Linked DNA regions of Mus musculus: all the other regions are linked to region 3. The links are chromatin contacts, called in public promoter capture Hi-C maps. All regions are on one chromosome and are shown on one strand. The core of a region is the stretch at or near the end of the contact, and the rest is flanking DNA. Distances in the headings are between cores, read along the strand shown.

Evidence for each region. Promoter capture Hi-C pulls out the DNA fragments that hold promoters and counts their contacts.
Region 1: a contact with region 3 is called in a promoter capture Hi-C map of hippocampal neurons, with 2.9 times the contacts expected there. The contact joins the promoter of Ssbp3 here to the promoter of Zyg11b in region 3. A contact is called at or near these places in 2 of 39 promoter capture datasets (hippocampal neurons and pre-B cells).
Region 2: a contact with region 3 is called in a promoter capture Hi-C map of pre-B cells, with 2.3 times the contacts expected there. The contact joins the promoter of Tmem59 here to the promoter of Zyg11b in region 3. A contact is called at or near these places in 3 of 39 promoter capture datasets (hippocampal neurons, liver and pre-B cells).
Region 4: a promoter capture Hi-C map of pre-B cells shows a contact between it and region 3, with 4 times the contacts expected there. The contact joins the promoter of Cdkn2c here to the promoter of Zyg11b in region 3. A contact is called at or near these places in 2 of 39 promoter capture datasets (neutrophils and pre-B cells).
Region 5: a contact with region 3 is called in a promoter capture Hi-C map of pre-B cells, with 2.5 times the contacts expected there. The contact joins the promoter of Pars2 here to the promoter of Zyg11b in region 3.
Region 6: a promoter capture Hi-C map of hippocampal neurons shows a contact between it and region 3, with 3 times the contacts expected there. The contact joins the promoter of Hspb11 here to the promoter of Zyg11b in region 3.

Annotation. Positions count from the first base shown.
Region 1 is chr4:106,909,053-106,913,505 of GRCm38.p6, forward strand. It overlaps Ssbp3 (single-stranded DNA binding protein 3), which reads left to right and starts at 2,418. Exons shown (of 18, transcript NM_023672.2): 1 at 2,418-2,860; 2 at 3,851-3,923; 3 at 4,153-4,214. The coding sequence starts at 2,805.
Region 2 is chr4:107,175,514-107,180,045 of GRCm38.p6, forward strand. It overlaps Tmem59 (transmembrane protein 59), which reads left to right and starts at 3,117. Exons shown (of 8, transcript NM_029565.3): 1 at 3,117-3,404. The coding sequence starts at 3,216. It overlaps Tceanc2 (transcription elongation factor A (SII) N-terminal and central domain containing 2), which reads right to left and starts at 2,853. Exons shown (of 5, transcript NM_025617.2): 1 at 2,725-2,853; 2 at 2,052-2,191. The coding sequence starts at 2,150.
Region 3 is chr4:108,299,686-108,304,303 of GRCm38.p6, forward strand. Zyg11b (zyg-ll family member B, cell cycle regulator) reads right to left here and starts at 1,405. Exons shown (of 14, transcript NM_001033634.3): 1 at 1,206-1,405. The coding sequence starts at 1,235.
Region 4 is chr4:109,664,350-109,669,090 of GRCm38.p6, forward strand. It overlaps Cdkn2c (cyclin dependent kinase inhibitor 2C), which reads right to left and starts at 2,407. Exons shown (of 3, transcript NM_001301368.1): 1 at 1,261-2,407; 2 at 669-808. The coding sequence starts at 797.
Region 5 is chr4:106,649,482-106,654,193 of GRCm38.p6, forward strand. Pars2 (prolyl-tRNA synthetase (mitochondrial)(putative)) reads left to right here and starts at 1,588. Exons shown (of 2, transcript NM_172272.2): 1 at 1,588-1,650; 2 at 3,637-4,712. The coding sequence starts at 3,650.
Region 6 is chr4:107,251,337-107,255,758 of GRCm38.p6, forward strand. Hspb11 (heat shock protein family B (small), member 11) reads left to right here and starts at 2,567. Exons shown (of 6, transcript NM_028394.3): 1 at 2,567-2,659. It overlaps Lrrc42 (leucine rich repeat containing 42), which reads right to left and starts at 2,197. Exons shown (of 8, transcript NM_029985.2): 1 at 1,939-2,197.

The DNA of each region.
Region 1 (4,453 bases), core at 1,168-3,667, 1.4 Mb before region 3:
CCTATGGGTGTTTGGGCCTGCTTATGATCTGACTAAGACTCTGGATAACTGCCAGCTGCAGCATGCTAGCTGGGGCTGGAGAAAGGTCTGTCTTCTAGGGAACCCTTTAGCTGCCTCTCCACTGCCAAGAGCTAAGACACCTCCCTCTGGTCTCTCTGCCTAGGTTCTCTCACTGTTTCCTTTAGCCAACCAACCCACTGGGAGCCTCACTCTGTCAAGCCTCCACAAAGGGCAGACCACAGAGATTCCGAACAAACAGCCCCCCCCCCCTTCCTCTCACACATGCCCAGGAAGGAGGGGCCAGTCCGTTTGCAAAGGAGAAAAGGCAAGAGGAATAGTAGCCTGTTGGAACATCAGACTATCCAGAGATTTTAAAAGACCCCTCCTCCCCCAGACCTTTGCCAGCTGACAGGCGAGGATGAGCAAGGGGCTCTGAGGTGGCTCAGCTCTTGGGCTGCTAGGCATGGCCAACCCGGAGAGGGGGCTTCGGCAGTGGGCCCCCGAAGGGCAGTGCCTTCCCTCCCCCAAGACCCAACTGGTCCTCCTCATCTGCGGGACCTGCAGACACCAATGAGTCACTGTGTTGACAAACCATCTCTGACCATTCCTAGCCCATCAAAAATGGAAGTCCAGAGGAAGGGTATGAGCAGACCGATTTAATTAGCGCGGGCTCTAAAGGTACCTTAAGTTGGCCCTATTAAATTAAACTGCCTAGGGGGAAAAATAACTGTAATTATTTCCTTTTCTCTCCTACCATTGTATTTCAACTCCCAACCTCCACGCTTCTCCCTTTCTTGACAAGACAACCTTTAAACTAGGGGCTGGCATTGGCATCCCCAAACTAGGTCTCAGTGTTTCTCTTTTCTGCCCTTCTTCTGTCTGAGCTCTGGTTTCTAGCAGAGAGCAGAGTCCAGAGGGGTCCACGGTGCTTGGCTGTATTCTAATTTAGGGAGGCTGTTACAAGTGTAGAACATTATTCCAAAAATGCACCCGGAGTCTCCTTCCTGAACCAGTGCAGATCCGTTTGCCGTGGGGCATTTCTTTTAAAAACCCCTTTTCTCTCTTCGGCAGGGCAAAAAAAGCAAACTTTAATGGTAGGGAATTATTGTTTATTTTGTTGAAATCTAGTTCTGAGTTTTCCTACTTAAAACGTGTTTTCCCCAGGACACTGACCTATCCTTTAATTGTTTGGTGTGAGGCATGTTAGGGGGAGGGGCGTTACTTGTTTATTGGAACAGCGCAGTTAAAAAAAAAAAAAATCAACCTAGGCTAACAGTTTCAAGGCTCCCCTAAAGATGTATCCAAACAGGCAGCCAATCAGCGCTTACACAGCTTTTCTGCTTGACTCTTTTAAAGAGACAGTGCCGACAATGTTTTATCACATTTAAAGAGAACCGCGCTCTAAAAACAGTATGAAAATGGGGAGCCATCCCTTATCTCACCAGTTTTTGATTTGGAGACTCCAATGAGAATACACTGCAGGTTTTTGGGTTCCTCGAGTGGACAGAAAGGAGTCGTGAGCAAAAAGCTTGGTCACTCTGCCAACCCCCCATTTCCCATTGTACACCTGGGTCATTGACAATGGAAGCTTCCCCTCCCCCCACGCCCGACTCTGGTCCCCTACTCTCCAATTTAGCTCCATTTATTTGAAGTTTGAGATTTCTGCGGCGCGCATTCCGAGTCGCGAGGCGTCCAGGTGACGTCCCTCATCCAAACGGAACCCTTTCCCGTGGAAAGGCGAGAGGCTAACTTGCCAGGGCTAGCAAACCTCAGAAATTTGAGAGAAATCAACTCTCTTTCCCTCTAGTCCAAGACCTCTTTTCCCTCCTACAGCTTGCCTGGAGCACGCCAAGGGCCATTTTCGCGCGGCTCCACTTTGGGGTTTCCCAAAGTATTTTAACGATCTAGTAAAGAAGCAGCCGCGCGCTTTGGCGCCAGCTTCGGCCGCCCAGCTCCGCGTGCAGCCCTGGCCGGGGCTCGGGAGGCAGGGCTGGGCACAGGCAGCCCGGGGTGGGGCGGAGAGGGGAGCAGGGCCGGCCGGGGTCCTGGCCCGCTGAGGGTACGCTCAGCACGGGGAGGCGGGGGCGCTGGGGGCTAGGCCGACGCGGAAAGGGGCGCGCCGGGCCAGCCGGGGTCCGCGCCTGCTGTCGCAGCGCCCAGTCCCCGCCGCGCCGGCCGGGTGCTCCAGTCCACGCCCGAGCCCCTCGAGTCACCGCCCCACCCCAACGCCAAGGCTCGCCCCCCGCTCCCCCGGCCGGGGCACGAGCGGGCAGCGGCTCGCGGAGGAGGCGCAGCGGGACTGGCGCGGCCGTGCTGACAGGCGTCCCTCTCGGCCTCCAGGCCCGCCCCCGCGCGCCGATTGGCCGCCGCGGCCGTCCGTCGCGGGGCGTGGACGCCCGCCGCGCTCCTGCCGGGGCAGCCACGTTCGGTTGAGCTCCAAGTAGACCAGCGGCGGCGGCGGCGGCAGCGGCAGCGGTGCTGAAGGCGCAGAGGGCGGCGCAGGCGGAGCCGGGCGGCGGGCGCGCGGGCCGCGAGCAAGCGAGCTGCAGGCTTCGGGCGGGCGGCGGCGCAGCTCAGGCCGAGCCGGCGCGGGAGGAGTTCCAGGGCGATGGGGCCGCGGCCGGGGCTGACGCTTTGACAGCTGGAAAGAGCGCGGAGCCTGCGCCTGGGAGGGAGGGAGCGCGGCGAGCGGAGTGCGAGCGAGCGGGCGAGCGCCGGGAGGGGGCCGGGAGCAGGGCAGCTCGGGAGACCGGACGGTAGCGGCGGCGGCGGCGGCGGGCTCGGCGCCCTCTTCTCTGCAAGCCATGTTTGCCAAAGGCAAAGGCTCGGCGGTGCCCTCGGACGGGCAGGCTCGGGAAAAGTAAGCCTCTCGCGAGTGGGGCCGCGCCGCGGGTGGCGGGAGGCAGGTGGGCGCGGGGGTCGCGCCGCCTGGTGCCCCTGGGGCCCGGGTCTCTGCCCCGCGGCGGCGGCGGTGGCGTGGAGAGCCCATTGTTGGGCGCCGGCGGAGGCTGGGGCACCCTGAAGGGGCGGCAGGGCAGCGGTGGGCGAGGGTAGTTGGTAGGCGCGGGGCAGAGCGGGCGCGGGGGTCCGCGACGAGGGTGGGCGAGGTCCCACTCGGAGCCGGTGCGCTCGGCCCGCTGGGCGCGGGGCCCTTACTTTGCCCACCGAGTGCGGGCAGGGGGCGCGTGGCTTTCTGCAGCCCCGAAGGCTCCTTTTGTCCGCCCGCGGCGTGAGGAGTGCGTGCCGGGGGCTTTGTTCGCCCGGGAGCGCTCTCCCTACCCAGCCAGCGGCCTCCCCGTCAGCCCGGTGCGCTCCGGGGCGTCCGGGCTGGGCTGGGCTGGGCTGGCGGCGCCGGCCCGGCCCCAGGCTTGGGGGACAGTTGTTTGAGGGGGAGATGCTGAGGGCGGCGCTTTGCTGCCCTCTCCAGAGCGCGCCAAGTACCCGGACTGGGACCGAGTCCGTTCGGACCCCAAAGCTGGGCTAAAGCAGGGAGCTGAAGTGGGCTGGGAAAAGGAGGGTGGCTCAGGCAGGGCTCTTGTAAGGGGCTTGCGAGTTTGCGAGACCTAGGTGGGTTTAGTCCCAGTGCCACTTGGAAGTTCAAGTTTGGGGACCGGTCTCCGGCTCCCGCGGCTTGGTGCAGCTTGTCTGTGGTACCCACCCACTAGCTGTTCTGTCTGGGGTGATAGGTACTCACCTCTTGTCGTGGCCACAATGGGATGGCACAGACCGGGCTCACAGTCACTGGCAGGGTCCAGAGCGAGCCTTAATGTGATCTGACCTCTCTCTCTCTCTCTCTCTCTCTCTCTCTCTCTCTCTCTCTCTCTCTCTCCTCTCACTCCTCACTTTCCAGGTTAGCTTTATACGTCTACGAATATTTACTGCACGTAGGAGCACAGAAATCTGCACAGACCTTCTTATCAGAGGTGAGTGGGACTCCTTCTCTTTCCCTAGCATCCAGTTTCTTGACACCCCCTCCTCCCCACTATTCTTAGAGCCTTTGTTTTCAGGAGCAGCCACTGTGGCCACCATTTTGAATTTTTATCACCTTTTGGCATTTATTGTTAGTTGGTCTTCACAGCCTTTTGGCTGGGGAAGGCCCTGCGTCCCCCTCCTTTCTGCCCCTCTAAGCTGCCTCCGCTCCCTCTTTTCTAGATTCGATGGGAAAAAAACATCACACTGGGTGAACCGCCTGGGTTCCTGCACTCGTGGTGGTGGTAAGTTTGTGTGATAGTTTTGTGTGTGTGTTTTGTTTTGAGGTCCGGGTCCAAGTGAACAAAGACGGGGGTCCAGAGCAGGCCCTCTACCTTTAGCCTCTGCCTCCTACGGACAAGCACCCCTGGGTGATCTGACCAGGCTTGGCAAGGGAGAGTGGGCAGAAGAGGCTGCGTGCTGCCTCAAGTTTTTGCTGGCATTTCTCCGCCTGTGGGGACTGACTGAATTTTGTTATGCTTTT
Region 2 (4,532 bases), core at 1,867-4,366, 1.1 Mb before region 3:
GATAGAGAAGCCAAGGAGGAAAAGTCAAAAGAAGCCAGAAATGCAGGAAAGGCAAAGTGACCAAAAGGACTCTCTGCAAGTTGCTCCCAGTATATCACAGTTCATTTAGCAGTCACATGACTGATGCTTTCCATTTGGGGGTGGGTGGGTGGTAACGGAGGCTGACTGGGGACCCTTCACACATGGCAAGCAGGCACTCTACTACTGAGCTACACCCTAACATAGCTCTTTCTCTTTCTCAAAAAAGTCTTGCTCTCAACCCATTATGTTCTTGAATGCTCCATCTTTCTTTTTTTTGGGGGGTGGGGGGGGTGGGGTGGTTTCGAGACTGGGTTTCTCTGTGTAGCCCTGGTTGTCCTGGAACTCACTTTGTAGACCAGGCTGGCCTCGAACTCAGAAATCCGCCCGCCTCTGCCTCCCGAGTGCTGGGATTAAAGGCGTGCACCATCATGCCCGGCACGCTCCATCTTTCTGCCTTAGCCCTCTAAGTGCAAGGCTACCGGTGTGCTTGACTGATTATTTGTAAATAGTCCTTGCCCCTTCCTAACTAGTTAAAATCAAGCTTAGTTCCCGCAAGCAAACAGCACATTTAAGTCTCTGTGGTCCAGGGTGGGCCTGTGGAGCCATGAGTCATGAAGCCCTGTGCTACAATTCTGGCCAAAACACTACATATAAGGTGTCGGACCACTATAAAGCATCACCATTCACACTGCACTAGGTCTGTCTAGAGCAGTGGCTCCCAACCTTCCTAATCCTTTAATACAGTTCCTCATGCTGGGTTGATCTCCATAAATAATAACCATAAAGTTATTTTCATTGCTACTTCATTACTGCAATTTTGCTACTGGTATGATTGTAAATACATAAATATCTGTCTTTTCCCAATAGTCTTAGGTAACCCCTGTGAAAGGGTCATTTTACCCACTGGTATATAGAATCCTACTTAAAAAATTAATATACCTGAGAAAAACTTTTCGGATGGAGAGATGATGGCTCAGGGGTGGTTGAGAGCAGGTGTTGCTGTCGGTGTTCTGAGTCTCACAGGTCATTTGGAGAAAGAGAGACACTGCAGGACATATTAAGGCCTTGCTGGCAGGAGGAGGTCCAGCCTCTGTGGACCGAACCACAAAAAGCCATGCAAAAGCAAAAACAACAGGGCTGGAGAGATGTTTTGTGAAGGAAAACATCACACCCCTGCAAGTTTAGCCTTTATAGTGTACTGTTTGCAATGCTCAATAATGCAGGATGTTCTAAGTGTCCCAGAATTGTCTTGTGACCAAAGGCTGTACAGCTCCTTCAGAAAAACAAGTCTATAGCTAACAGAAAACAATCGCTGTCAGCTTGATTTCTTAAAGGTCCAAGTACTTCTAGAACACAGCCACTCATTCTGATGTTTACCCTAGACAGAGTGAACAACAGCTATTTCATCCTAATGTTTTCCCTAGATCCAATGATTCTACTAGAATTCCTGCCACATACTGCTCTTGCAGAGGACTTTAGTTCAGTTTCCAGGACCTCAAATTTCTACTTTAGGTAGTGCACAATCACTATCACTACAGCTCCAAAGAGAGCCAAAGCCACTAGTGACCATATCCACACACAGACACAGACACACATAAGAATAAATCTTGGCCAGGAATAGTAGCACAAGCCTTTAATTCCAGCTCTTGAGAGGTTGAGGCAGGGGGATTTCTGAGTTCTAGGTCAGCTTGGTCTACAGGTGAGTTCCAGGACAGTCAGGGCTACACAGTGAAACCCTGTCTTGAAAACCAAAATAAATAAATAAAAATTCATCTTAAAAAGAAAAAACTTAACAAAGGGGGGTAGTGATCCTGTCAGCTAGCAACCATACCCTAAAGCCAGAATTGGATTAATTCAGGGTAGCAGAGGTACAGGAACTGATAAAAGTCTGTACAGGGTATGTAAGAAAGAAAAATGGTCCCTGAAGGGTGCTTAACAAAAAGTCATGATTCCCTACAATGGAACCTGTTGGCCCTATCTCTTTATGACAGTCCTGTGCACATTTTCTCTGACCCCACATTCCTTCTCACCTTCAACGACTCAATCGTGGCTTGCTTGTAAACCTTTTCTCCGAGTTTCTTCTTCGGGCTATTCTGGATCCTAGGCGTTCGAATGACGAATTTATCCATTGCTGGGGGCTCCGCCTACCTTCAGGTGCTTGAGGAGTATTCTATTCAAGAAACAGGGTGAAACTTTATTAAGGTTGAGATGTGTATTCCCAGAAGTGACACGACTGGATTTTCTAAACACGTCTGAATTATGAAGGCTTTTGGATGGTATTTACAGGAAATAAGACTTCTTCTCGAAAGAGGAAATCTCTTCTGAAACTATAATTAAGTTTACTTCCTGGGTTAAGTTCCTAAGATCCAGAGGGGCATGCTAGGGAGGGAGTTGGATTCCACTACCCGGGGTAATGGGGTGACTTCTGAAATCCTTTTCCAGTTCAGGTTGAGTTGTGATGAAGTTAGGGTTCCACTGGGCTCAGTGAACCCCTCTTTACACCCACTCCGCGGCAGCCCCAATCCTAAGAATTACTCTAAGGCCCACAACAACCATCTCCAGACCCCGGCGCAATACAGAAGCTGCTTCAGAAACCAGTGTTGTGTGTCAGAGAATCCCAACCCTTCCACGAGCAAGGCCTTGGCCCCAGCACTAGGAGGCCTGGAAAGGGCTTATCCAATCAGAGCTCGACGTGAGACCCACCGGGAAAATCAGCCTGCCTACGCTGTTTGGTCTCTTGACTCCTCGGGACCTCCACCCGGGCCGCGCGTTGTAACTATTTGTACACTTCTTCCGGGGCCCAGTTCCTCGCTGGTGACCCGCAGGAACTACACTTCCCAGAACGCACTGCGAGGCGTGCGGAAGCTGTGGTTGAGGGAAGCAACACCCCTCAGCTCGCTCCAAGCCGCCGAGAACTACTGGCCCCAGTCGGCCTGGCACGGAGAAAGGGGCAGGCGCGGCTCTGAGCCCAAGGCTGAGATGGTCGGCCGGGTCCCCAAGCCCGCCCACGAGAGGTTTTCCGTCCCAGAGACCGGCCAGGAGGCAGCCGATTGGGCGGACCGGGGCGGGGCCGAGGAGCTCTCGGAGGCGGAAGCGCGGGCCGGAGGGGCGGGGAAAGGGGCTGGCCCGGAAGAAGGAGAAAGCCTGAAAAGAAAACAGCAACAATTCGAGCTGCTGTGACAGAGGGGAACAAGATGGCGGCGCCAAAGGGGAAGCTTTGGGTCCAGGCCCAACTGGGGCTCCCGCCGCTGCTGCTGTTGACTATGGCGCTGGCCGGAGGCTCGGGGACTGCAGCGGCCGAAGCCTTTGACTCGGTCCTGGGAGACACAGCGTCCTGTCACCGGGCCTGTCAGCTGACCTACCCCTTGCACACCTACCCGAAGGTAGGCAGGGCCCATCCGTCCCGAGTTCCCCTCATCCCTCGGTGCCCCAGCTCGCGTCGTTCCACCTCGGGGTCAGCGCCGGGGCCCTAGTGGTGAAGCTGTGCTTCAGCCGCTGCCCACTCGGTGCAGCTGCAGTTTTCCTTGCTCCTGCGGAAATTGCCGGAAGTTTGTGCTGCAGGTCTCGGCGATAGGCTGGGGGTTGGGGGGGGGGACACAAATGTGCGGAATCGGCGAGCCCTTGGGAGCCCGCGGGACCGCCAGGGAGGCGATCGCTTGCTAGGGTAGATGGAGGATGAACGCGAGGTCCTGACCTAACTAGCAGCGCGGGGGTGGGGAGGATGGCGCGGACGCAGGCGTGCACAAAATAGTGCCTTCCAGTCTGGGTTGATGGCGCGCCTCTCTGGGACGAAGCGCGTTGTGTTCCCCGAGTCGGAGAAAGCTTGACAATTCCTTTGCGGTCTGAAGTGTGAAGTCAGCCTCAGTAGTTACCAGACACCGTGGAAGGGAGGACTTCCTGTCTGTGTTGAGTGTGTGTGAGACGCTGCCGCAAGGGACTGGATGCCTTTGTGAGGCGGCGGTTGGGGGGGGGGGGGTCTGTCTTCAAAAAACAATAAAGTAAAATAAACGTCACTCAGTGCAGAAGATAAGGAATCGTGGAGTGGATCAGGAAATTCTACTGTCCTACGGAAAACCTATACTGTGTAGCTAGAGGAGAGACCGATCCCTAACCCTGGTCCCTGCCCGCAGCCGCTGCCTAGCCTTTAATTCTGCCTTCTTAAGTTGTTTTCCAGTTTCTTATGAATTCTGTTTACTCAACATTCTAAATTGCTTGGTGGTTCTCCCCACTCATTTTCCATATATAATTAGGGTTTATGCCCCTCCCCACCTGGCTTTGTAAGGGCTTTCGCTGATGCGCGTGGTTTTTTTTTTTTTTTTTTTTGGCCTTGTCTTCTGTATGCTATTTGCTTAACCATTGTGGCTCTCCCTCTTTGCCTTCTAAAGGTACAAAGTGACTAGAATGGCAGTCCCAGTGACTTTAGAATGTTCCATATTGACAAGTGCTTTCCTGTCTTTGATATTAAAAAGTGTAAATTCTGTACCTTCAAGCATTTTGTCCCCCTTACCCAT
Region 3 (4,618 bases), core at 155-2,654:
GGTAGGTTACCTTCCTAAAAGTCAGATGGAGGGAAATACAACCTAGGAACTTATGATTATCAACAAGTCTTTTTGACTAGAATGTATTATTTCCTCCCAGAGATCAACATTTATTTTGTATAGGATAGAACAATGCTTTCAATATATACACAGCAAAACGCGGATAACACTTAAAAATGGGACTGTAGTCACAGCCATTTTGAAGCAGAGGAAAATTTGCAAAGAAAGGGTTTCTCCAAGAAAGGACAGAAAGGACAGGACAAATACAACCTTTCGGAGGAAGGTATTCGAAAGACTGTCACAATCTGACTGCCAGGCTGATATTCAGACCTCAAATGCCCTTGGTCTCTGCCTCCTAACAAAAACAAATCATGTGCTCTGAGCAACAACTGTCAAGCCTGCAAATTACAAAAGATTTTTAATTTCCCTAACGGTAACTCCACATGAAAACACATTCAAAATAAAAATGTAACAACCCTTTTTGGCTATTTCTGTCAAAAGGCCTGATAATCACATAAGGCTACAGGATGTACTCTGTAACACACCCCACTCAGGTTTTTGCAATGACACTAAGTAGTAAAGCTTCCAGACTATTCTTCCATACCGCCAATCTCCCCTCACTTCCCCACTCCAAAACAGAACGGAGAAAGAAAGGTTACTAATCTGTATGTACCCGCCCAACAGCTCCCGGGTAGCAATTGCCTTCCAATTGCTCCTGCTTAGCCCTCTGAAACCTGCACAAGGAAATGGGGACAGATGTGTGAGCCGGCGACGGAGGACATCCGACAAGGGGCAGAGGAAATGCGGATGGTCGAGGACCAAGGGGAAGAGGGGGCGCCGGAGATAAAATGGTGAAGAGGGTCGAGGAGGGAAAGGAAGCAAAGTGTGGGAAGGAAAAGTGGGGGGTGGGGGTGACTAACGACCATAGAGGAGAAAGGTTAAAATGGTTGAGGAGAAAGGGGAGGGTTAAAGACAGGGAAGGGGGGACGAGGAGAATGCGAAGGAGGCTGTCACCGGGGGACAAAAGGGTGTCACCGGAAAGAAGGGGGATTAAGGGATGTCTCCCAAAGAGGTTTGCTCCTACTGGTGGATGGGGAACGCGAGCCGGAGGAGACAGAGGGAGGGTGCAGGAAGAAGGGTGAGACGGCTGCCCGGCGTCCTCGGGCCACCCTGCGGGGGGTGGGGGGCAGGCCGCGCTAGCTCACCATGGCTGCGTGGGCCTGGTCCTCCGGCATGCAGCCTCGGTCCTGCGTGCGGTGGCAGGCGGAGCCCGAGCCCGCCGCTAAGATCAGCCGGCTCGGGGGCTCCAGGAGGCTCGGGTCAGGCAGCGGCTCCGGGCTGGGCCCAGGCCTCGGCCTCGCTCTTCTGAACTACAGCAGCCGCTGCCGCAACCTGACCGAAACACAGACTCCGCCTCGCTCGCCGCGCCTGCTGCGCCCCGCCCCCCCGCACGAGGTCCCGCCCCTCTCCCTGAGCCTACCGCGCCCTGCCCCTTAGAAGTCCCGCCCCTCTCTCCCTTGCATGTCTCGCCCCGCCCCAAAGTGGTCCCGCCCCCTGAAGACCCCGCCCCGTCCCGGCGTAGACTCCATTCTCAAACGCCAGCCCTTAAAGGGGCCAACGCCCTCTGACGAGGCTGTAGTCTTTCCGTTTGGAAGAGCTTTAAATCTTACCTCCAGAAGACTGCAGCGCTTACCCTCATTCTTCAAAACTTAACTTCTGATTCATAGTCATTAATTTTTTTTTTTAGTCATTAATTTTTGTTGTCAACGTTCTTAGTGATTTTAGCATTCTGTTACATGATGTTGTTTTGCTGTTGTTTTCGTTTTGTTTTGTGAGAAAGAGTCCCTCCACATAGCATATGTTAGGCAAGTATTCTGCCTGCTACTGCGTCACATCCTCGGGCCCCACAATCTCAATTTTGACTATGGAGCTTTCCCTCTTTAACCTGCTTTTCTTTTTTCTTTTTAAAGATTTATTTATTATTATATCCAAGTACACTGTAGCTGTCTTCAGACAGCACAGAATAGGGCATCAGATCTCATTACAGATGGTTGTGAGCCACCATGTGGTTGCTGGGATTTGAACTCAGGAAGAGGGGTCAGTGCTCTTAACCGATGAGCCATCTCTTGGCTGCCTTCTTTTGATCTTATGTAAATGGTGTTTAGCTATGCTATATTTTTCCACCCTCTAGGTAGCTACTTCAAGTCCCTCTTCTCAGGCCTCCGATATTTCCTTCTTCATGCTCATTTAACTAATCATTTTTGCCTTCAAATCACTGACAAAGTAAATGGACAAAACAGAACATCTATATAAGTTTCCATCACTGACAGTGACTTCCAGACTACCTATAACTCCACTTGTATACTTTTTCCTTTCTGTAGCCCAGGCTAGCCTTCACTATGTAGTCCAGGTATGCTTCAACTCTCCATTTCTCTGCTGTGGTGGTTTGAATAGGTATGGCCCCCATAGACTCCTGTGTTTGAATGCCTGGCCCATGGTGGTTGGTGATACTAGGAAGAGTAGCCTTGTTAGAGGAAGTGTGTCACTGTTTCTCCAGAGCGCACACTTCTGGAGACCTAACCCCCTAGCCTCTTGCCACTGGACCATCTTCCATTTTAATCACTATCAAGTATACAGGTCAGGCAGGATTAAGTACTGGTGAAGCCATCGCCAAACAGGCACTCCAGAAGGCTGCCACTTGATTGTTTCCATCGTGTTTGTGGTAGTGGGAATTAACTACAAGGCTTTGCACATGCTGTGCAAGTGTTCTCCTCTTGGGCAACATCCTCAGTTGTTCAGACTCTGCCGCTCTTGCAAAACTGAATGTCTATCCCTATATTCTTTCTCACTGTCCCTTGGCAAGTACTGTGCTACCTTTTGTTGGAGGTTGCAGCAGTGCTGGGTATTAAGTTGATGACCTCACACACGCTATGCAAGCTCTCTACTACTGAGACACACCCAAAGCTAGCATAGTCCTGATTTTTAATCTCTGTGGATTTGATTACTCTAGTGATGGTTGTTTGGTGGGAGGCTGTGTATTGTGATGCTAAATTCTGTACTAATTCTCTCATTTACCAGCGTTTGTTGTGCAAACCTTGTTCCTTAACTTAAAGCTATTGGTTAAGTAAAAATGGTACAACCAATTACTGGAGGGATTAGAGGTAGGCAAGTTTTGAGTTACCTGGCTGATTGATGTTTGCAGAGAGAGAGAGAGAGAGAGAGAGAGAGAGAGAGAGAGAGAGAGAGAGAGAGAGAGGAGAAGAATGAGAGGGAAGAGACAGACAGAGAGAGACAGAGAGAGAGACATAGAGAGAGAGAGAGAAGGAGGAGGAGGAGGAGGAAGAAAAGGAGAAGGAAGAAGGGGGGTGCTGGAGAGATGGCTCAGTGGTTAGGAACACTGACTGTTCTTCCAGAGGCCCTGAGTTCAATTCCCAGCAACCACATGGTGGCTTACACCATCTTGTAAACTGATCAGGTGCCCTCTTCTGGTGTGTCTGAAGACAGCTACAATGTGCTTATATACATAAAATAAATATTTCTTTTATAAAAGAAGGAGGAAGAGGAAGAAGAAGCTGCCATGAAAAGAGATGGCTCATGAGCTCATGGCCAAGAGAAACAGCAAGTATTTGGGGTACACTGCTGGGGAAGCAGCCAGGCCAGCAGTTAGAAAAGTAGGAGGCATTCATTAGCAAGCTAGACAGGAATGAATTTAAATTAGTTGAACTACACTGTAGATCAGGTGTGTGTGTGTGTGTGTGTGTGTGTGTGTGTGTGTGTGTGTGTGTGTGTGTGAATGTCGGGACTGAGTCCTAGACAGGTCAGACAGACATGCTAGGCAAGTGTTCCACCACTGAGCATGTCCAGCCCACATGATGGTGTTTTGTTTTGTTGGGTCTTACTAGCTCTGGCTGACCTGGAGCCCACTATAAAGACAAAGCAAGCCTCCAACTCACAGAGATCCATCTACTTCTGCATCCAAAGTGAAATTAAAATTGTATATCACTACACTGTTTTTTCTTTATATATATGGTGTGTGCAGGTTCATATGCCCATGTGAAAGCCAGAGGTTAATATAAGGTGTCTTTCTTTATGGTGTTCCACCGTGTGTGTGTGTGTGTGTGTGTGTGTGTGTGTGTGTACAGGTACATACGTGTGTGACATGGAGAATGGAAGTCAGAGAATATCCTTTGACAGCTGGCTTCCTTCATCATGTGGAACCCAGGGATCAAACTCAGGTCAGCAGGCTGAGAAGTACGGCAAGCACCCACCACTGTACTCACCAGCCCTATCCCTCCTCTCAGCTTGGTTGGGGGTCTTGAGAAAGGGGTGTTTGGGAGCAGCAAAAGACTGACTAGAAGTGAAATCTTTGGTGCAAGCTGGCAGCCTTGTAGTCTGCTCCAGACGGCTCCCTTAAGCAGCTCTCTGTAGATAACTCCTCTGTAGTCTGCTTGAGAGAGATCTTTCCTGAAACACCTCTCTCTTGCCAGAAAAAACTCTAAAAGCTCTCTGGGTAGCTCATGGGTTTTCTGACCAAAATCAGAAAAGCTACTCTGAAAAAAGTTCTTGGGTTTTCTAGAAAAGATTCTAAAAGAGCTGTGTTAGCTCTCTAAGTAATTCT
Region 4 (4,741 bases), core at 1,157-3,656, 1.4 Mb after region 3:
AAATCTAATTACTGAGAATTAGAGCATGCCACTACATGACCACAGGGATAAGAAAACCACTACGACTCGGCTCTGATTAGAAATTCAACTTTTTAATTTCTCCTCACTCCTGAATGGGTGGATTAGGTATTATATTAACTGTGAAAATGTACACCCTGTCCGGGTGCCCAGGCTATCCCATACCAAGCGAGGAAAGGTCGTTTGTTAAGACATGAAACAGCTGAAGGTAAAACACCCTGCCTAGACGTCAAGAGAATTAACTTTAAAGTCAATTATTAGGATCAAAATAGGTGAATACCACCATTAGCTGTGTATTTACTTGAAATAATAATCATAATAATGTGCTTAAAGAGCTATCTAAAACAACACTGCACAAAACAAACAGATTTCGACGATAAGAATACTTTAAAACCTCCATTGTCACAAAAGCATTCCAAAAATTATGACCAAACCTAAGATTCTCTTGATATCGAGGATGTTATTGGAGTTGACCAGTTTCTCCAAAGTACGTCATTTTGGGGAGTTGGATCCACTTAAAGATATAAAATATGGCAACCATGAAGGTTTTAAAACAGTGAAGATCTGTACCCCTCCAAACTTAAAAGCTGTCATTTTAGAAACCCAGGCAACCTTATTAACTTGTTTTCCCCACCTCTGTGGATACCAACCTGCAGCGCAGTTCTCCCAAATCCATTTTGAGCGTTGACGTTTACATTATTTTGCAACAAACTAGTAAGTTGCTCTAGGTCCCCCCTGGCAGCTGCGGACGCCAACTCGTTCCCCCAAGGCTCGGCCATTCTTTAGGGTCCTGACGATCGGGAAAAGACGATTAGTTGCTTCTCTTTTTCCCCTTTCCTTTGCTCCTAATCAGGCTGCATGATGGCATCGGAGGCTGACAGAAGGACTGGGATGGTTAATCTGGAGTAGAGCTTGGTAGTAAATACTAGTAAGGTCGGCCTGCCAAAAGCCCGCCCCTCGATTCACACGTGATTATTCAGCAAAAGTGAGCCCATTGGAGAGGGGCTCCTTCTCTAGCTTTTTAGCTTAACCCCTAAGAAGGATTCTGGCGATTCAACAGAGATACATACACAGAAGCAGTTCTTGATTAATTACTATGGACGTGAGATGTAGGCAGAGCTGTCACGTACCTAAGCTTTACAGCTCTGTGAGGAAGATGTTGCGGAGACTTAAAGGACTAGGTCAGCTCAGACAACACCGCGAAAGAAAAAGTATTAGAGAGTAGAAAAGGTATTAACCCACCCTTGTTCACAGTGGTGATTTGAGGCAGAATTTCAGAGTCAGGTCCTTCGCAGAGCTCACTTTCCATCCGTCTAGCCGAAGGGGGTAGTCCAGAGTGCTGCTCGCTCGCTAGCAGAGCGCCGCGCTGGCTGGATGCTGACGTGCTCGGGAGGGTTAAAGACGATCGCTGAGGGCAGACCAGAGCAGCAGCTCTGAAGCCCTCAACTCTCAGGTCTCAACGACTCCCTAGCGGGCTCGGCGTCTTCAGAAGAGCCTCCGGAGCCCGCCCGCCGAGCTGCCGCAGCCCCGCCGAGCCTCAGAGGCCGTGGGAGCCGGGCAGGGCGCGGGTCTCCGGAGGCTGGTGGGTGTGCGGCAGACCCCCGCCAAGCCCGTCATGCCGGCCCCGCCGGGTCCCGGGACTCCCGGCAGCCTGAAGACGGTGCACGGCGAAGGGGGAAGCGTCTATGGGGCTCCAGCCGCTGGGGTAGCTCGCGGCAGCATCGCTCTTGCACCCGGCCAGCTCACCAGTAACTTCCCGCCTACGACCGAGCTAGCTCAGGCTCTTCACTGCAAGCGCTCGCTGAGGGGCGGCCGTCGCCTCTGCCGCTGTCGTTCCCTCCCTTTCAGATTTTCCCGGGGCGTCCGATGATGGGAAGGGTCTTTGGAAGTAGGAGCGGTCGCCACAGATCCCGGGCGCAGCCAGTCCCGCCAACTTCTTGGCGGCCGCCCAGCAGCTCGGGCGCTCGGTGCCACTTGGCCAGTTAGTTCTTGGCGGTCCTCCGGCCTGTGCCCCTATCAGTGCCGCGGACAGGACAGCGGCTGCCAGCCAGTTGGGTTCCGGAGCCGAGGCAGGCTGCGCCGGCCGGTCGCGAGCCGCAGCTGACAGTTTCTTTTGTAGTCCGACTCCCCCAAATCTCTGATCGCCGCTCCCTTCTCCGCTACAGACACTTGCGCGTCTTTCCTTTAGGATCTTTCCCTTCCCTCCCTCCTTTGCTTCTTTTTCCGCTGAAGCAACTGCTGCTACGGTTGCCTCTGAAGGTACTGTGCCGGTTTCTTATCCCTTTTTTCCGACCTCATCAGCTTTTTTTGAAAAGAAAAAAATTGAGCGCTTTTTGAGTTGAAAAACCCGCCCCCATTTTAACGGCAGAGTTTTAAGGAGGCTCCGCCGAGTTAGGGCGCCGCGGGAGCGGGAAGGCCGGGCCCCGCCCACGCCCCGCCCAACGCCCTGGCGGCGCAGTGGCCGGCAGCCCGCTCGCTCCGCCCTCGCGGCCCTGCGCCCTTCTCTGCCCGCGCTGGGCCTGGGTTCGCTGGCGCTCCCGCCTGCCCTCTCGCTTCGCTAGTCTCCCCTGCCGAAGCGGGGTGGGTTCGGCCCGGCCTGGCCTGCTGTTCTGGGGCTGGCTGGAGTGGGAGCCTCTACCGTGCGGGACCCCGGTGGTGGTAACTAAGGCCGCGGGTGCGGGCGGAGGCCCTTAGAGGCTCGGCGGCCCTGCAGCTGACGGGTAGGATCTCCTCTGCTGGAGCCGGGCAGCTCCACCCTCCTCGGCGCTCCCCGACCAGGCTCGCCGAGTTCGAGTGGCCTGGCCCGGGGCTGCTGGACTCCTTTGCTCTGCCACAGGCCTTGGCACCTGTCAGGTCATTGCCAGGGCTGCAGAGGCGACACAACTGACAGCACCACAGGGCAGAGAAGTCTTGTAGACCGAGTTTTATGAGAACTGAAAGCATATTACAAGAAATCCCGACGAACTTCAGGGTCTAGAAAATGTGAACTTCTAGTCTTGAGGGAAAAGGAGAAATGCAATTAACTTTAAACAAAGCTTACAGTGAGTTAGAAAGGTTTTCTAAAAAGGCTATGTCTTTATTGGGGGATTTCTTTCACTCACTACACCGAGGATTGGTTGTTTTTAGGTGGAGGTGAGGATGGTGGTCTAAGTGTAAAAGGACCAGTGCATCCATATATTTCATATTCATCAATTTTCTGTACTTTTCACGTCTTCTTGTAGGCATATGAGATTATTGCCTTCTATACTTTTATGCTTTTAAAAAAACACCAGCATGGTTGCATTCAGTGGTCAAAATGAAACCAAACCCCCCCTCCGCCTCCCCTCCCCCCCAAATATTGGTCTAATTAGAACCAGCCACTGCACATATATCCTCAAGTAACATCTGTAACCCAGTTCCTTGGAGTAAAGTGAAAGTATTCAAACAAGCCAGAGACATCTGGATAGTCATTTAGCAACAGGTTGGCTGTTAGGGAAAATTGGAACTACAAGAATTTGGCAGTGTTTCTTTAAGTTGTTAAGAAAAAGATTAGAGCTAATTTTTGAGGTATCGAAAGCTGAATATTGTGAATCAGGTAACAACAAAGGGGATGAACTTCTTTAAAAATCATTTTAACAGAATATTTAGGATTCCATGTATACTGTATTCCATGTATACATTCTGGGAACTCTGAGTTTTTAGTTATCTGGAAGCTATGATAGGAGATTGGCACTGTTAAAGTGATAACTAGCACTAATACAAATTTACAAACACTGCTTTCTGGAAATTAATGGTGTCTTGCTTGGAGAAAATATGGTAACGAGGAAGAATAAAATTGTGGGCATTCTGTATAAAAATGGATGTACATGTGTTATGACTTTCATCAAATAAAATATCTTTGCTGAATTACTGAGTAAAGAAAATGCAATGTTTAGGGTGCTGTTGCCCAGGCTAGCCTACTGCTCCTTATGTACCCCAGACTGGCTTAGTATTTGTAACCTTGTGTCACCCTGGTATGGCTGGATTACAAGTATTCCCCACTCTACCGTGTTGTATTAAGACCTTTGGGGAGAGGCTGGAGAGATGGCTCAGTTAAGAGTGCTGACTGCTCTTCCAGAGGTCCTGAGTTCAATTCTCAGCAACCTCATGGTGGCTCACAACCATCTGCAATGGGATCCGATGCCCCCTTCTGGTATGTCTGAAGAGAGCAATAGTGTACTCATATACACAAATATTTTTAAAAAGGGTTTGGGGGAACCCTAAGCATTGAAGATTTTAATGTCCCATCACCCACAAATAAAACTTAAAAATATAGAACCTGCAAATAAGAGTAAAAGCAGCAGCTGGTAAGATGGCTCAGTGGTTAAGAATACCGACTGCTCTTCTGAAGGTTCTGAGTTCAAATCCCAGCAACCACACAGTGGCTCACAACCATCCGTAACAAACTCTGATGCCCTCTTCTGGAGTGTCTGAAGACAGCTAATAATAAATAAATAAATCTTTAAAAAAGAGTAAAAGCAGCTGGGTATGGTGGTGCATGCCTTTCATTTTAGCACCTGGGAGGTCAGGGAAGATGAATATTTGTGAGTTCAAAGCCAGCCTGGTCTGCAGATAGCTCCAGGACAGCCAGAGCTACGGAGAGAAGGCCTGTCTCAAAATACACACACACACACACACACACACACACACACACACACACTAAAAGAGGACTAAAAGCTGTTCAATAAAATTCTATTCTTATAAC
Region 5 (4,712 bases), core at 338-2,837, 1.7 Mb before region 3:
ATGGATTTTTTTGTGGTAATTTTTAAAAATTAATTTTATCAAAATCCGGTTTTGTCTTGGTTTCTGAGTCTTTACTGCCCCACTTCCCTACTGTCTGCTTTTTATTTATTTGTTTGTTTGTTTGTTTTTGTCAGCTTGACACAGCTAGGGTCATCTGGGAAGAGGAACCTCAGTTAGGAAACTGTCCCCATGAGGCTCCACTGCAGGCCAGTCTTCTTGATTAATGACCGACATGGGAGGGCCCAGTGCATTGTGGGAGGTGCCACCCTTGCACATGTGCTCCAGGGTTGTACAAGAAGGCCGGCTGAGCAAGCCATGAGGAACAAGCCAGTAAGCGGTATTTCTCAGTGGTGTTTGCTTCAATTCCTGTCTCCAGGTTCCTGTCCTGAGACTTGACTCCTCGCTACCCACCCCCACCCCAGGGATGGACGGTAACTCATAAGCTAAAACAAACCCTTTCCTCCCCAAGTTGCTTTTGGTTGTTATCTTTCTCACAGCCACTGAAAGCAGACTAAGACACTTGGTCGGCTGAAGTTTGACTGTGTCAGCTTACAGGCCATCACTTCTAACATGAATGTTGGGAGCTGTTTTCCCCATTCTCTGCTTCCCCACAGCTGCAGCAGTAGCGTGTACTATGTAATTATTCATAAACTATTTTGTGAGGGCTGGGGAGACAGCTCATCAGGTAAAGTGGGTGCCATGAAACATGAAGAGGGGGTTCAGAGCCTCAGTGTATAAGGTAGAGATGGATGAGAAACACCTATGAAAGCTTTGGGCCTTCACACACTAGTTCACACGTGTATATGTGTTCCTACACACATACAAACATACCACATAACACACTTATGTAAACCATGTACATATACATCTTGTAAATGAAGAAAAGACCCAGCCTCATTGTATGTGTGTGTGAGTTTGTGTGGGAGTGGAGGTGGGTATCCTCAGTGGTCAGAAGGTTTTGGAGTTCCCTGGAGCTGGCGTTTCAGTGATTGTGGGTGCTGAGAACCGAACACTGGTTCTCTGAAGCACAGCAGTGGTTGTTAACCAGCACAGCAACGAATGTTTCAAGTCGCATCTTCAAGACTCAGGGACACTCGCCTTTGAGAAGCCACATCCGTGCTCTCCAGTTCCCCTGGTGCTTTTAAGCCTAGTGCTTCAGCCTATATTAAAATGTCTTTATTAAACCCCATCTCTGCTTCATAAAATTTTTTAAAAAGACTTCCTTGGCTATTGTAATACAGGTGACCTTATGCAAGTGTTTCATAGTTTTAAACTCATTTAAATTGTGGCTTGTTCAATCATAGCGTAGATTTGAAACATAGCTATTGTCAATGAACCTGCTCTCCACATAGACCGGGCCTAGCAGTGGGCGGTAAAAACAGGACTCAAATCCTTTAAAGTAAGGTTTGATCATAGAGTTGAACCTTGCTAATTCCTAGAGGGCACTTCCGGAATCTTGGCGGGAGAGCGAGGCTCTTTGGTTTGCTTTCCGGAAAACCTCTCCAGCCTCTCTCCAGAGCGTGGGACCGGAGCATCCCGCCCCCTCCCGTGAGTGCGGCTTTCCGATTGGTGAGAAACACAGGGGGCGAGGCTCCGGCCATGTCGGCGCAGGCGCACTGGCTTTGCGTGACTGAAGAGCGCCCGACTCAGGTATTGAGTTGCTGCTGGTGAGCATCGGTGGCCGCTGGACTTGGAGGGTGGCTAGGAAGGGCCCAGCGAATCTAGGGACAGTTTCTGGGCACGCGCACCCACGATCTGGTGTCTGCTGTCTCGCGTGCATCCTCTCAGTCGCCACAGGCTATTGGATAGTCGTGTGCTCGGTTGCAGTTCACCTTTCCCCATCTCCACCCCCGCTGTTTGAGAGCAACACTTCCGCCCTAGTTATCCTTGCGTGGCCCTTACTTAGAGGCACAGAGTTCCTAAAAGGGCCCATTTTGGACCGGTCCCGGGGATGACCTGGTGGCTCAGCCGCCTTAGGGTTCTAAAGAGGAATGAAGTGACCGCAGTACGCTCACTCCTCGTAAAGGCCAAGATAGAGCAGGGGTTGGAAGTTTCATCGCTGTTGTATGCTGCGCTGACGTTGGTGGTATTTGGAGGCAAATTCCCGCAATCCAGAATGGCCATGGGCCTTTTGATGTCACCTGACACAAATCAGAGCCTATGACCCTATGATCCATCTCAGAGCCTATGAATTGGGCATCATAATACACAAACCTTTAGGGCACTAGGCATTGCAAGCACACTGTGTGCAGTTTTCCTGACTGGATCGTGTGTGTGTTCATGTACTGTGTACCTGAAATAGGGCGAAGGCAGGGAAAAGGCCTCTTACAGGTGAGATCTGCGGTACACTCGAAAGGCAGCAAGAAACTGTCATTACCAATGCCTGTGTTAAGTTGAAAGTGTAAGGAATGCAAGGAGGCCAGTAGAGACTGTTTTAACAGTCACGGATGATGGTATCTTGAACTGAGGTGCAGGCTGGTCAGGTGGAGCAGGCTGGGCCAGAGGACTAAAAACTGTGACAGTACTGTGGAGCAGAGTAGATGAGGGCAGGTTTCTGGTTTGGCCAGAGGGTGCTTTGCAGGGTGATACTCAGATCTGCAGGGGCACCATTGTCTGAAGAGATTCTGCCTCACTAAGTTTCAAATAGCGTGTACTATGTTCTCCAAAGATGGGAGAATATATAGGTCAGAAATTCAACAGTTTGGACAGTGAAGATGCAAACTGACCAGGAATGTGTGGTGGGTGAGAGGAGCAGTTAAAACAATATTGACTTTTTTGTTGCGGCAGATTTTCATTTCCTCCGATGTCCTGGAACTCAGATGTGCAAACCTAGCTGATTCTCTTACCTCTGGCTCCCAAGTGCTGGGATTACAAATATGCCTCAGCGCCTAGCAATACTGACTTAGTAGGGATCGAGACAAGGAATTGAAGAAAAAACAAACAAACAAAAACCAAAAAAAGCCTGCTCTTCGCTGTTGCCTGTGAGATTGCAATTGACTTGTTTCAGGGTCTCTCCCCAGTGTTCTGAAATAGTAACAATATCAAACATCCACCAGGCTCATGGCCTGTGCCAAAAACTGTTGTGAGAATTTTTTCTACCTTTAAAAAAATTCTCAACAGTAAATGTACAAGGCTGATCTGGTGGTTATATCATTTCATGATGAAACTCTAGCACACGGGTAGCTACAGATGTGGCAGGCTGCTGGAAGTGGCCAGTGGAAGTTGGTTTAGAGCCGACTGCCTTATCTAGAGCCTGCGCATAACTGGATGCTATCTCCACAACAGGCTGGTAACATTTTCATAATCAGAAGAATATGACTTTCTGTTGTTGCTGCTGCTATTGGTTTTTTGTCTGTTTTGTTTGTTTTTGTATTTTTTAAAAAAGGTCTCTCTACATAGCCCTTACTGTTCTGGCACTCACTATGTACCAGACTGGCCTCAAACTCAGAGATCTGCCTGTCTCTGCTTCTCAAGTACTGGAGTGCTGGGATTAAATGCATCTGCCACTATACCCAGATGGATTTCTTTAAGTGGTACTGTGATGTGCTGGGCTAATAGACATGGAAGGATCCACATCTTGGATCCCGTGCTGAGAACCAAGTTAATCGTCATCCCACGTGACTCATTTTTCTCCAGGTGCCAGGGTGTCATGGAAGGTCTGCTGACAAGATGCAGAACACTGTCTGCCTTGGCTGCCTGCAGCCTCCGTCACTGCAGATACATCATCCACAAGTGTTACCATCGTGCGCCCGGGAGAGGGCAGCGCTTGGTATTATCCCGCATGTTCCAGCCTCAGAACCTTCGGGAAGACCAGGTGCTTTCTCTGGAGGGCAGAGCTAGCGACCTGACCTGTAAGAGCCAGCGGCTGATGCTGCAAGTGGGCCTGATCCTTCCAGCCAGCCCTGGCTGTTACCACCTCATGCCCTATACAGTGCGTGCCGTGGAGAAGCTTGTGCGGGTGATAGACCAGGAGATGCAGGCCATCGGCGGGCAGAAAATCAACATGCCCAGCCTCAGCCCAGCTGAGCTGTGGCGGGCCACCAGCCGCTGGGACCTGATGGGCAGGGAGCTGCTGAGACTGAGAGACAGGCACGGCAAAGAGTACTGCTTGGGACCGACTCATGAGGAAGCGGTTACAGCCCTGGTTGCCTCCCAGAAGAAACTTTCCTACAAGCAGCTCCCCTTGTTGTTGTACCAGGTTACAAGGAAGTTTCGGGATGAGCCCAGGCCCCGGTTTGGTCTTCTCCGTGGCCGGGAGTTCTATATGAAGGACATGTACACCTTTGATTCCTCCTCTGAGGCTGCCCAGGAAACCTACGGCCTGGTGTGTGATGCTTACTGTAGGCTGTTTGACAGGCTGGGATTGCAATGGATGAAGGCCAGGGCAGATGTGGGCAGCATCGGGGGCACGATGTCCCATGAATTCCAGCTACCAGTGGACATTGGAGAGGACCGCCTTGTGGTCTGTCCCAGCTGCCACTTCTCCGCCAACACAGAGATACTAGACTTGTCACAAAAAATCTGCCCTGACTGCCAGGGTCCACTGACAGAAACCAAAGGCATTGAGGTGGGGCACACATTCTACCTTAGTACCAAGTACTCTTCCATTTTCAATGCCCTCTTTACCAATGCCCATGGGGAATCTTTGCTGGCTGAAATGGGGTGCTACGGGCTGGGAGTCACTCGGATCCTGGCTGCAGCCATCGAAGTTC
Region 6 (4,422 bases), core at 1,317-3,816, 1.0 Mb before region 3:
ACCTAAGCATTACAAAGCATTAAAAATGTACAGCAGTGCATTCACATTACATTAGTGAAGCTAAAGTTAGCACAAAGCATATCATTTCTTCAAATAAATGAAATATAACCTTGGTACATTAAAAATTCAGTTCTGTAAAACATCTTTAAATGAGAGAAGGATAAAATAATTGACAACCAAACATAAGTTTTAAAACCTTGAATCCAGCTTCCAAGCAAAAAGCATAAAATTATTCCAGACAAAGAGAGGAAAGAGGAGAGAGGCATCAGGGTAATAGTGCTAAAACTGTGAGCTGAGCCTATGGTTCAGGAAAAAAAATACCAAAACCAAAAATCAGAAAGAACACCTAACCTTAATAAATCAGTCTTCTAAGAATAAGTAGGCCAAAATAATGATCAACAATAATGATTCCAGATGTGACTGAAAGCTACCATTTTTTATATACCTACAAGCTAACAAGCACTGTAAGGTACAACATAAAATGATGTCATGCAATCACTGATCCTATGAGGTCAGTATTGCCACTTTATGGATGAAGAGCCTCAGAGAAATGAAGGAACTTAAGGCTCACAACTCCTAAGTGAGAGAGCCTGAATTCAATCACAGGTCTGTGTAATTCCAAAGCACAAGATCTTCCCACTTGTATCTCAAGAATAAAAATACAACATCAGCCTTAAAAATATTCTTAAAACACTCAAAATTAACATCACCGGCCATTTGATCTCTCTGGAACTCACAATGGCTCAAACTGGGAGTTAAGAGGGCAGGGACTATAGTAAAAAACAGTGGTCATCTGAGGAAGAGTGGGTGGAAACAGAACCAGGGCTCACTCAAGGATGAAGCGCTCCCCCTTCACTCTGCCAGGGCAGAAATCCGCCATATCCACACACCAGGAAAACATCTGTCAACCCACTACCTTCATCTCAAGACTGCAGACACCTTTGGCTCATTTGAAAATGTAGTGGTTTTTAAAGACTTTTTCTTAACATAGGAAGAAATCCGAAGAGAAAGTAGTTCCAAAGTATCTCTAACCAACTAACAATCCATCTTCATTGTTCTGTGTCACCGCCATTATTCAATTTCCCACTACTTCTTTTTTCCCTGTAACTTGCCACTTCCCTACCTGCCTTCTCCCCCAAACTGCAGAAACTCATGTCCTATCCGGGCCCATACTTTGTCCAAGAGCAAGCTAATCTCTCCCACATCTTGATAGTTTTACCCACTCTTTAGCTTTTCAAACAGAAAAAATTTCAGTCCCCCACCCCCCAAATTCTAACCTTCCCCATTCACTCCCAGATCTTCTACCCATCTTCCTCACATCCCAGACTCTCCCGTGCCCCTCAAAAGACTCAACCCCGCCTCCACCTGTCTTCTAGCGACCCGTCTCCAGCCCCCATCCTTCTCTCCCTCCTCACGAGTCTTCCTCTCACCATCGAGGTTCCTCTTAGCACCCTAGTCTCCCCATCTCTTTCCCGGTTTTGCGTCCTCAACCTTCAGATTCCCCTTTCTTCACGCCTCACTATCTCCAACTTCCCAATCCACGGCCTCAACTAGTTTCTTCCCTGCCCCCCCCCGCCCCACCCCTCCCCCTATTCCAACCCTAGCTCCTTCCCTTGGTGCACTCCTCAACCCCTTTTCTTTCCCCCTTTCCCGGCACTCCCACCCAAGCTTCTCCCCAAGTCCACCTAAGCTAAATCCGCTCCCTCTCCCGCCCAGAACCCTAAATTCTCACACACCCTCAGTCTAACCCGGGACGCCGCGGACCCCACCCTTAAGCCCACCTCAGGCACCCCTACCTCTTCATCCTCCCACCCCTCCCACCGCGAGCTCTACCTCGTCCCTAGGGCCTTTCCCCTCCCCCAGCCCCTCACACTCCGCCCCCGCACCCACGCGCTGCCTGAGGCTCGGCGAGCGGCCCGGCCCGCGGCCGCCACCTACCTGTGCCCCTGCCCGGGGCAGCGAGCGGCTGCACCTCACTGGCGGCTCCTTCCTCCACTGAGCGGCTGACCGGGAAGCGGCTCGGCAACCTAGGCCACAAAGCCCGTGAGGGTGGGACACACACAGAGGGTGGCAAGAGGGAGGGGCTGGGGGCGACCTGGCGCCGCGGGACTGAGGTACCAGCAGGGAGGGGTGGGGGGGGAAAAGAACTCGGCTGGGTAGGCGCGCGTGCGCGGGGCCGGCATGAGGGGCGTGGTCTGATCTGGAGTGGGCGGGGCATGTGGCGGGGCGGGGCCGGGAGTGGGTTGGGACAGCCGAGCTGAGAAAGCCGGGCGGTCGCAGGAAGGGTGAAAGGGGCGGGGCGGGGCCGTGCGTGTGCGTGCCCGCGCGAGGGCATGTCCCCCGAGATCTCTTGGAGGCCCCCCCACCTCCCCGAGGCAATGCAATGTAAAGGTAGTCCTGAGGAAAGACGCGCAAGTGAGGTGGCGCTTCTAGGCGGAGCCCCTGCCAGGAGAGGGCGGGGCGGGGCTGCGCAGGGCGCGCGCCTGGGAACTCCTCTGAGGCTGAGGCGGGGCGGGAGCGAAGCGAAGCGAGGCGGGGCGGGGCCAGGGCCGGGCGGGGCGTGACGGGCGGGGATCGCGAGCGGACCCGGTCCTTTCGCGGAGCTACCCAAGGCCCAGGCGAGCGGGTCCGTGCAGCACGGTGGGCGGGCACCGAAGAGGTGGGAGCCCGGTGGCGAGGCCGGCGGAGGGTTGCGGGCGGGAAGGAACCGGTTGTGAGGAGACGCGCGGCGGGTGACCGCGGGTGGAGCAGCGATGTCGCTGGGAGAGAACAGAGTGATTAGGGCCTGGCCTCTCTCTAGGCCCCCCTCCCCAAGAACTTTTAGTGCCCTGAAATGATGCTTTGACCCTCAGAAGGAAGAACAATTACAAATGACAGTTAATATGCCAAACGTAACACATTATCAGCACGGTCCAACCTCAAACAGGAATAATATTTAAAGTCAATGTGGGTGCATTTACGTTATTTGAAATTATTTGAGTCTTGGAGGTGAGAGGACTGTGTCCGGGCTGCCATTATGGGAGAAAGAGAATGACCGGTTTTAAATTTACACCAGAGCTACCAGTGGATGCTGTAGGAAAGGATTTGGGGCAGGCAGATGTAAGAGCACACAGACCCAAAGGTGCTGGTCAAGGAGAAAATCAACCCAGGACGTGACCCAGAGGTTTTCTGAAAGAAGTACCAGAAAGGGCTACACTGTATATTTAAAGAGAAAATCAATGGCCCTGGGAAAGGGTAGGGAATCCACCGTCCCTGTCTGTAAAACCCAGAAGGATGGATGGTGTCCTAGAGCCTACTACCACTTTGGTAGAGAGTCCCTGAGGGTATTCATCCTCGCTTAGATCAAGCATTGCCTCTCAAACCTCCATCTTGGAGCTGTGTGGAAACATGTCTGCTGGGTGGTTTTATGGGTTTCTTGGGATTGGTTTGCCTCTTTCTCATTAACTGCAACAAAACCTTAATGAAAGCCAAATCTCTGCCCCTGGTTTTAAAGAACAGATATTGGTAGTTCAGGTATATTCATTTTTTATTAAAGTGCTTTATATTCACTGTATTAAAGTGCTTGTTTGCTTTTTCCTTAGATCATTTAAGAATAAGGTAAAAAAAAACCTGAAAATTTGAAGAGAACACACTGTATCTTATTCATCTACTATATACATAGATATGAGAACATTTCCCTAGATGGTAACTCTTTTATTTATTTTGGTTTTTTGAGAGCAGGTCTATTCTAGCCCAGGAAAACCTTAAACTCACTTCTAATCCTCCAGCCTTGACCTACACAGTATATGGGGCATCACCCCTGACTTGTAATTTTTTTGAAAATGTATTATGCTCCCTTATACATTATTTATCCACATGAGATATATATCCTGTATTTACCTGTTTTGAGACATTCACACCAATTTTGATAGTAAAACTAGAAAATATAAAAACACCACAATTTTGTCAACCTTTTGCAGGGGATGTACATCTTTAATGTATGCATAACTGGAGGGGGCACTGGAAGTTTTAAAAAATGTTTATTACATTTATTCATTTGGAGGAGCATGCTTATGAGTTGGTTTTTTTTTTTTTTAATCTGCCCCGAACAGTATGGACCTTAATCATGTCTTTGAGAGGTTCTGAACTGAGCACCGTACTCTAGGTGTGAATCACATTGTTAGCACCCAGCCACTAGTTGTGTGTGTGTGTGTGTGTGTGTGTGTGTGTGTGTGTGATCAGCTTGCTGTATCAGCATTATAAGTGCCTGGGCCCTTAGTACCCGTGGACCCCTTACTGATGGAATGTGCTACCTCTTTAACTTCTTAAGTTGCGTTTTTATTGGCTGTTGGGTATCAGGCCTGGGGCCCATGCCTGCCCAGTGTCACTTTCCCATTGTCTACACCTTCAGCCTAACTTTTAGTAAATCTAAAATAATACTTT